Regions from separate parts of the Danio rerio genome. Here region 1 is linked to region 2. Evidence: chromatin contacts called from public Hi-C data. All regions are on one chromosome and are shown on one strand. Each heading gives the region's core, a stretch centred on a gene start, on an enhancer-like site or on the middle of the called end of the contact. The rest is flanking DNA. Distances are from core to core; before and after follow the strand shown.

What was found. Hi-C and Micro-C count contacts between places; a contact is called where the count stands out from the background.
Region 1: a Hi-C map of an unstated tissue shows a contact between it and region 2, with 1.4 times the contacts expected there. The contact joins two enhancer-like sites. A contact is called at or near these places in 2 of 18 Hi-C or Micro-C datasets (caudal fin and an unstated tissue).

What each region holds. Positions count from the first base shown.
Region 1 is chr24:15,831,948-15,836,079 of GRCz12tu, reverse strand. The region is part of intron 7 of ncoa2 (nuclear receptor coactivator 2); the gene reads right to left. Among named protein-coding and RNA genes, the nearest start is that of prdm14, 85 kb to the left of the region's middle. Within about 2 kb of position 2,414, at least 9 of the 62 cell types and tissues checked have an H3K27ac peak or open chromatin away from gene starts, as enhancers often do.
Region 2 is chr24:15,776,522-15,781,087 of GRCz12tu, reverse strand. All of the region lies in intron 2 of ncoa2 (nuclear receptor coactivator 2), which reads right to left. Among named protein-coding and RNA genes, the nearest start is that of ncoa2, 71 kb to the right of the region's middle. Within about 2 kb of position 2,652, at least 26 of the 62 cell types and tissues checked have an H3K27ac peak or open chromatin away from gene starts, as enhancers often do.

The sequences.
Region 1 (4,132 bases), core at 1,165-3,664, 55 kb before region 2:
ATAAAGCTACAAACAAATGACCATTTGTCAAAAATTTTTTATTTATTTATTTATTTTTTTTTTTTTTAAACGCAGGACTCTGGCATGAATAGGCACAGTGATCTGTGTTGTTCAAATGGCTTTTCCCTCAGCTGAAGGACACAAGAGTTTGGTTGGAGTTCACTGTAGTGCATACATTCTCATTGTTTTCATTGCAAAATCCTCACCTCGTGCGCAGATTTAGGAGACATTTATGCAGAATGCATCTTTGCACCTACAAACGCCAACACAGCGATCAGGAACAGATAAACAGTTATGTGAACTTGCTAAAATAAAAATGCACGCAATGCTTGCCCCGCCTTTGTGCTCTTCTTATTGGCTCACTATTCTAGAACTGAATGTGAATGATTGGTTAATATCAGCTGTCAATCACTCAGTCAATGCCTTCTGTCTTCAGATGACAGGAGCTTCAACCTCGAAAACGTGAAGCGCTGAAGATGAGAGAATAAAAAAAAAACACTGACAGATTTACCTACAGTTACTAATAATAGCACATCTTATTAGTGATCATGTGCTGAATGTTAATCCACCATTTACACTTTTCCAAAAGTGGATAAAAGACTTCCATGGTTTCAAGTCTGCTATGAAAATGACTAAAGCCATTCACTATATAGTCTGTCGGACAGGGTTTGCAGGTAACAGCGTTTGCCACTGAATCTAATAAACATTTTAAGCATGAGAGGTGCTGTATAATCCTTCATTTAATCCTCAAGATGCTGTCAGTGGTGCAAGTGGCAGCTATATGTAACATTTAACTCAGCTCATGAAAAGACCGTTATTGCTATTAAAATGACATGTGAATAATAAGTTATATATCAATATAAATGTGGGGAGGAGCAATGGATCGCAATGCCAGCTCAGCATCATGAAGTTTGTCAGCCATCGGCGATAGACGATGGCATCATCTTTCAGCACAACCCTAATTACTATACTACATTAAAAGATTATTACTTACCAAAGAGTACGTTTACATGGATAGCAATAGTCCGTATTTTAATACAATTAAGACAATACTCTAAAATTAAGAGACTACCATGTAAACAGGCATTTTTAATTAATTTAATCCGATTGAGGCCATAATCGAACTAAGTGCAGTGCAGTAAAAAACTTAATCAAATTATTATCATTGTGTAGGACTTTGTCAGATTTTGCAACAGGACAGTTTATACACATAAGGCTGTTTGACACTATTCTCTGCACCTATTGAGTCAGCAAAGGACCATACAGCGTGTGGTCTCAAATTCTTTTAAAACAACACTCTTCCAGCAGTTCATACTCCATCCATTATCATGTTTGTCAAAAGGGTCATGCATAAAATGTTTCCGAATAAAAAAGCGGAAGTGACAAACTGTAGTTAAAGTCAAGAAATTAAAAATGAAACACCCGAAATTACATGACACTCCAAAGGGAAATATGAATAGCGTTGAGACGCAATGACGTTAATCGAATTATGTGCTATAACATGCAAAACAGGCATTCAAAAAGCAACTCATGTAAACACCTTAATCATATTATTGTCTTATTCAGATTAAGTAAAACAATTCAATAACTGATGTCCATATAAATATGGCCACTGTGAATCAGGCTAAAATAAAGACATGGTTTTGTACACTGTCTGGTAATGTACAAGCTTGCTAACCAAAACAAAGTGGCATACTGCAGCTTCATCTACAACATGAGCCAAACTGTCCCCAAACATCCAAACTTCAACAAGGAAATCACCAAAAGTTAACTTGTAGTTCTTCAAGCAAGCAAACACTGATTCAGAAATCTCTATGACTGATTCAAAGAGTTCATTCAGTTAGAATGACATAAAGCTGTGACTTCCATGTTTACAAATCTTTTTGGATGATTCATTAAGTCATAAACTCCTGAATCACACCATCACGCATTCCTTATGTCTTTAGTTTTACTAGCGCCGGAGATACAGGTCCTTTTGTTTACATCAGAGTTAAAGTGAACAGGCTTTTACATTACATGCACAACGCACAGCTTATGTTGCAGAAGCCCTTGGGTGGTCTTCAGTCCAAACTACACGAAAGCCCAGCTTCGCAGTCTCTAATAAACCCTCTGTACATACACATTCCTCCTGTCCGTCTCCAGCGCCAGGGTGAACTGGCTGGCTAATAGAGCAGCTGGCACACACGGGCCATAAAGACAGACGCTCCATCACTCAACACACCAACAGTGCCCAGCAAAAATTAAACATTGTGTGTGTGTGTGTGTGTGTGTGTGAGTGAGAGAGAGAGAGAGAGAGAGAGAGAGAGAGAGAGAGAGAGAAAGGGGAAGAGCAACATTAAACATCTCTCATCTCTCTGTTACACACACTCTCTAAAACCTCAGCCAGGGCCAAAACCAAAGCCAACATGATCCAGTGGAGAAGTGGGTCTCAAATGCACCCTGAACTCTGGGTGACTCCGAGAGGTGGAAGAGGAGGAGGAGGAGGAAAAGAGCAAATGAATCACAGACTGAAACATTTCTCTGGGCGGGATGTGAATGCATGTTCCACAAGAGCTGCTGTTGCTTTCTGGGCTTGTTTTTCAGGCACTGGAAGACTCATATCTCACACGTGACATGACAGACTATCAACACTGACACTTGCTTCTATATTAGTAAAGTGACCAAAGCTTAGAGACTCTGAACTCTTGGGAGTCGTCCTCACACCTTTGAGGTGGATGGAAAACTTTTCCACAACTGTCTGATAGAAAAAAATTGATGCTCATTTCAATGCTGTAGTCAGTGTACAAAGTAAATAGTTACTTAATTAAATTAATTTTCCACTTTTCATTTTTATGTAATGTGATTACAGTTACTTATAATATGTATGCCTAAAATACATAAATGCAACCCTATTAATATGAATGTCATTTCTTATGCCTCTGCAATGGAATAGCATTAATGTGCTCTAAGGCATTCAATTAAAGATAAAATATGATGGCAAACACACAAAAAAAGTAGAAGTACAACTAGTAAAGTGAAATCGTCAGATTTGAATTTTAGTAGTTGATGACGCGCACTCCCGACATTTTAATCACACTGGTGTGATCATATGCTTCAGGGACCGGCCAAGGCTAATCACACAAATGCGATCATGTGAATGCATGCAAGAGTGTTAATTAAGTGTTAAAAAGACTATATATATAGTTTTCTAAAATTAATTAAGGCAACTAACATGCTTGATATTTCTTTGGTTTCTCTAACAGATATTTGTTCAAAATTTAAAATGCAATGTAAATGCAGATATCGGTAGTGATGAGTACCAAAAACTATAGTATCAGTATTAGAGCTGGAACACATCAAGTCGAAGAAAAACCATTAGCACCAACAAAATCCAACTGCGTTGGGTCGTTTCTGGACCAAAAAGCTGTACATGAAAACACCAAAGGACGAAAGCCACGTTCAATACCTGTGCAAGTGAACATGTCTTTCTGCTTAGTGGGGGACAGTAGTCTATTTTCCCGTTTCACAAAATGAAACCAAACTTCCGATTAGGAATGCAACAATTAACCAATTTCACTATTAATCACGCTTTAATTCATCACGTTTAATTAATTGTAAAGGGTTTTCAACACCGCGTTTCTATACAGAACAAAACTGCTGCAGCTAAACAAAATTATGCCAACTGTACTCTAGTTTACACACTGGATTAACTGCTGTATGGCGGAGCCCGTTCACATATCACGTCTTTTGTGCATATAAGTTCTTTATTTACAATAGAGACGCGTGTCCATGTGTGCCTAGTTGAAAGAATGCTGCAAACGCACTGCGAGTCAGGTGACAAGAACTGACCAGTCAGCTTCATACTTTGTACAGATTATACAATGGAATATTTACTTAAAAAATAAACACAAAATGAAAATACCAAATAATTTGTAATACTATGTAGAGGTTCAGCACCCTTTGACTACATTTGTTCTCTTTAAAAGAGAAATACTTAGCCAATATGTAGCTTAGATTTGAATTAGACAAATAATGTTACAAATACATTTTTTTATTCTTATTTTTATGTATTTATTTTTTCATTGTTGTGTCATTTATTTTTTTTTAATTATTACTTATGTTTAAATGCCAAAAACGTTTTTTCATTAATTTA
Region 2 (4,566 bases), core at 1,403-3,902:
TATTACCATTTCCACTGCAGTTAAGTTCCGCTTAAAGTGAGTGGGATCATCGCTATAGTTGTGCTGCCTCGATTGCCATGAATTCTATTCCAGGTCATCCCATCAAGCTCTTGCTTGATCCACTCCATGCCTACCAACAAGAGGAATGTCTGAACCTCTTCTACTTAACATGATGCTGCCTGTTCTTTTTCTTGCAGTGGGATAAATACGATTTAGTTGTGCGATCCAACAATACAGCAGCGGGTACTGCTGACTAGCTAAGTACAGCAAGTTTGGTGGCCTGTCACAAATCCAGTGAAACTTCTAGTGATGACTTTCTCGGACCTCAACTAAACGCGGTACTAAAGAGTACCAAATACTAGGTATGGAATGCAGTGGAAAAGCCCCCAAAAGCTGAGCTGTACTGAACCTGACTGAGCTTGTGGTGTGCAAAATGCTGACATTTAAAAAAACCTTGAAAATAATTAATGAAGAATCATATTTTTAATCTGAAAATTACAATAGAAAATCATAGCTGCAAGCAGCGATGAAAGGGGCCTCCCATAAAGATGCATAAATAACCATCTTAAAAAATTTAAAAACCTGAAAAAAAAGTCAGACATTCGTCTGTAACCAGGTTGCACGAGGACTGACTCAATATTGGCATGTGGATGTCTTCAGGAGAAGAACCTCATTGAACGTGAATTTTCCAGGCAGATCAGACATTGTGTGGCTGAGTTATAAGTACTTCCTCTCATGGCGATACACTGAACATTGTCAGTACGCCATGGACTTGCTCTTCGATGAAACCCTAGATCTTCACAATTTAACCTCACAAAGGCCTTTGGATTAGTCCGACAAAACTCGTGTTTTAATCTGATAAAATTTTTAGAAGGAGTTTGCTGTCATTTACCGTTTTTAGCAAGTGGTGTTATGACTAACTAGATATTGGCATGTAAACTTGTTCAAATCAGGACTCTAATCAAACGTGTGGATTTTGAGGCAGATCAGACAATGAATGCCTGAGTTATAACAAAGTCCTTTTTCATGGCAAAACATCAAAGTTTGTGAGGCCACCACAGACACGCTCTTCAACGAAAACTCTAGATCTTCGCATTTTAACATTGCCAATGCCTTTGGGTGACAATACTTATTTTTGATGTTGATCTAATAAAATCGGTAGGGTGCATTCATTAAAGTACAAAGCCTGGAACTGCTAAAAACTGCAGTTATTTGGCAAAGGAAGCTAAAAATATCCAACTTCCTGTTGGGTTTTGGATTTTGCTGCAAGCGACTTTTTATAGGTATTGTCATGTTTGATGCGTGTGCCTATTTTCATATTGTGAGTGAATTGTAGCTCAGGGGCCACTCAGTCAAGAGTGCATAGGTGGCACCGTTGAGCCATTTTGCCATACCTACTTCTGGAACCTATAACAAACGTAATTTTTTACCATTTCTGTTTAGTGTGCAAAGTTTTCTGAGTTTGAGCATGTTTAGACCCTGAAAAATGTAATTTTTATTCTAGAGAAAAATACTAAGAAACAGAGCAATTCCATTATTTTGTATAATAAAACGCAAACAAAATATAAACAGCGTTTTTGAAAATGCAAATAAATTTTCATTTAAAGGCAAATGCTCAACACAAATCATTGTATGCATGTATAAAGTACATTTTAAACAATCTACTGTACAAGGAAAAGACAATATTATCTTGAATCTCCAGCTCAAACTATGGGACAGATTCTTTGCAAGCAGCTTACAGCAGGTTAACGTGCACCTACCAAAAGACAGTTGCAAACTTGCCAAACAAAGCCCAACAGGCATCTCAAGAGAGCAACAGAGGGAGACTCAATCTATCATTCTCCTGGAGTAGACAAAGAGGCAGCTTGCACCAAAGCTTCATGTGCCATCCCTGTAATCTTGTGGCTTGAACAGCTCAGAAGGATCAGGACTGGTGACACACCCTGTGCTTGTAGGGGCCTCGAACACAGAGAGGGCACCGCTTCAGGGGTCTTTGAAGGGTTTTGGGTAATGACTAGCCTTACTGTCAAGAACAATGTCCTTGTTTGACCCTCCTATGCAGACCGGAGTACGATTCAATCCAAAGGGAATTGCATAATAATCATACGTTAAACCTCGCCACGTAAATCCAACCTTCGCGCTCATCTGATGGCACAAAGCCCAAATCCAGCCTGAAGTTGAAATGAGTTAAATATCTAGGTGGGGGGGTGGATGTACGCGAAGCCAAGGTACACAAGAGCGTGTGGAGCTGTTGCGAACAACCCACAGCTATTACCCAACATTACTGATTACAGTGTGGAGAGATCCCTAAGGCCGATGGGGATCGTGGTTATGCAGAACAGATGGGCCTTTATTACAAGCGAGTGTCTGAGGGAGATTTGCAGGAGATTCTGTGTTTACAGCCTCTTCTTCTGACAATAATGAGCCTGAAGATGAAACGTCAGCTAGCGCGAACGACCAGAGACAGGAAGTGAAGGAAATGAAACCTATCAGTGCTGATGGAGAATATGTGCAAGACTTGAAAGTCTAGAAAGAAGTTGTAGTAAACAAGCGATGGACAAGAGGGGGGATGGGGATGGCAATGAGCTTATGACTGAGATTGAAAGAGCGAGAGATGAGGAGGAGGAGGGGAGGAGGAGGAGATCGACACACTCTCCTCCCCTGAGCCGCAGGCCTGGTCTCCAGCCACTGTCCCAGATGGCTTGACTGAGAGAGGGAAAGAGAGATGTTCCTGCCACTCATAAGCTCCACAATTACTGAGAATGTAATGGTCTTAATGTACCAGCATCATGCAGGCCCAAAAAGCCAACGTCCATTTACCGAAGCCAATCACATTCATGAATCTTTTAAACTGACAGCCACTTCAAGCTGCCACAGGGAGAGCGCCGTATAATAAACACATTAAACGGCAAACGGCTGGGTCTGGAGCAGCTCATGGGCAGACAATGCTTGTGGCTAGAAACAAAGGGAGATGAATGGATCTCCCTTATCTGTCCATCAGAAGTGTACAGTTTGCTCTAGCACTGAGCCTGTTGGAAAATTTCGAAATGCGGGGTTAACTATATTACCGTAACTGAAAGTATAACGGAGAGGGGGTTAAATGTCTGATGTGTATTGATGGGTTTTGGGTTACAAGAGGCACAGATGCAGTGAGAAAAATCAATAAACTTCTCCAGCGAATGCTCGGTGGGAGGGTCCACACTCTGCAGCTGACAAACCGAGCTTGGAAGATTAGATTGTCGACAAGCTTAAACGCCACCTCTGTTTTTGGTCGAAACAGTCTTAACGTATGTCCCAAGACTTTATGGAAACAAGAGCCACCTTACATCGATCTTTTAAAGCAATTATTTAACCTATAACAAGTTATTTCAACATTTGTTGGGCAAGGTGTATTTGCCACATCCAAAGCAACAGTTCTCAACTTTGACCTCTTTACTGCTGAGTTTAGATCCAAATCTGATCAAGCTGATCTCTGCCTGTAGCTTGCCTGTGAGTCTGAAGACTTTTATTAGCTGGTTCAAGTGTTCAAGTTAAGATGTTCTAAAACATCTAAAAGCAGCAGTGCCACTGACCTAATATCCTTAAGTTTATTTCTAATCTTAATAAAACTCAGTGAATCAGTTTATCAAAGTCTTCAGACATACAAAACTTTTATTCAAGTGTGCTTGAGCCTGTCTGGGTTGAAGCTAAACCCTCTAGGGATGCACTCACACTTTCTGAACCATGCTCAGGCAAGTTTTCCGGTTCGTTTGACAAGTGTGAGTGCTCCGAATTGGGCCTTCCAATTTAACTTGGTTGGAAAAGGTATGCGGGAGAATGGTTCAGTTTGGCATTGGTGTGGTACGCTTGTAGTGTGGGTGTAAAGCGCGCCTGGAACCAAAACTTAAGATGCAACGTCACATTTAAGTGATTGTTTCATATGGATTTATTAATCATTCTTACCTTTCAATGAACGCAAACTGTCATAGTTTATTAAAGATACAAATCCCTCACTGCATGTCAGCTACACCTTCAGCAAACCTCCTAATAATAATAATAATAATAATAATAATAATTCCTTAGATTTATATAGCACTTTTCTAGAAACTCAAAGCGCTTTAAACATTGGGGGGAATCTCTTCATCTACCACCAGTGTGCAGCATCCACCTGAATGATGGCAGCCATATTGCGCCGGACTGCACACCACACACTAGCTGATTGGTGGAGAGGAGACAGAGTGATGAAGCCGATTATGGCTTCGTTACCAGGCCATGATGGACAGAGACCAGTAGGCAAATTTGGCCAGGATGCCAGCATTAAACCCCTACTCTTTTTCGAAAGACATCCTGGGATTTTTTGATAACCAGAGAGTCAGAACCTCGATTTAACATCCCATCCGAAAGACGGTGCTTACTGAGCAGTATAGACTCCAAATCAATATATTTTGGCGTTAGGACCCACACAGACTGCAGGTTGTGTGCCCCCTGCTGGCCTCACTAACACCACTTCTATCAGCAACTTAGCTTTTCCATGTGGTTTCCCATACAGGTACTCATTGGGCGCAGCCCTGTTTAGCTTCAGTGGGT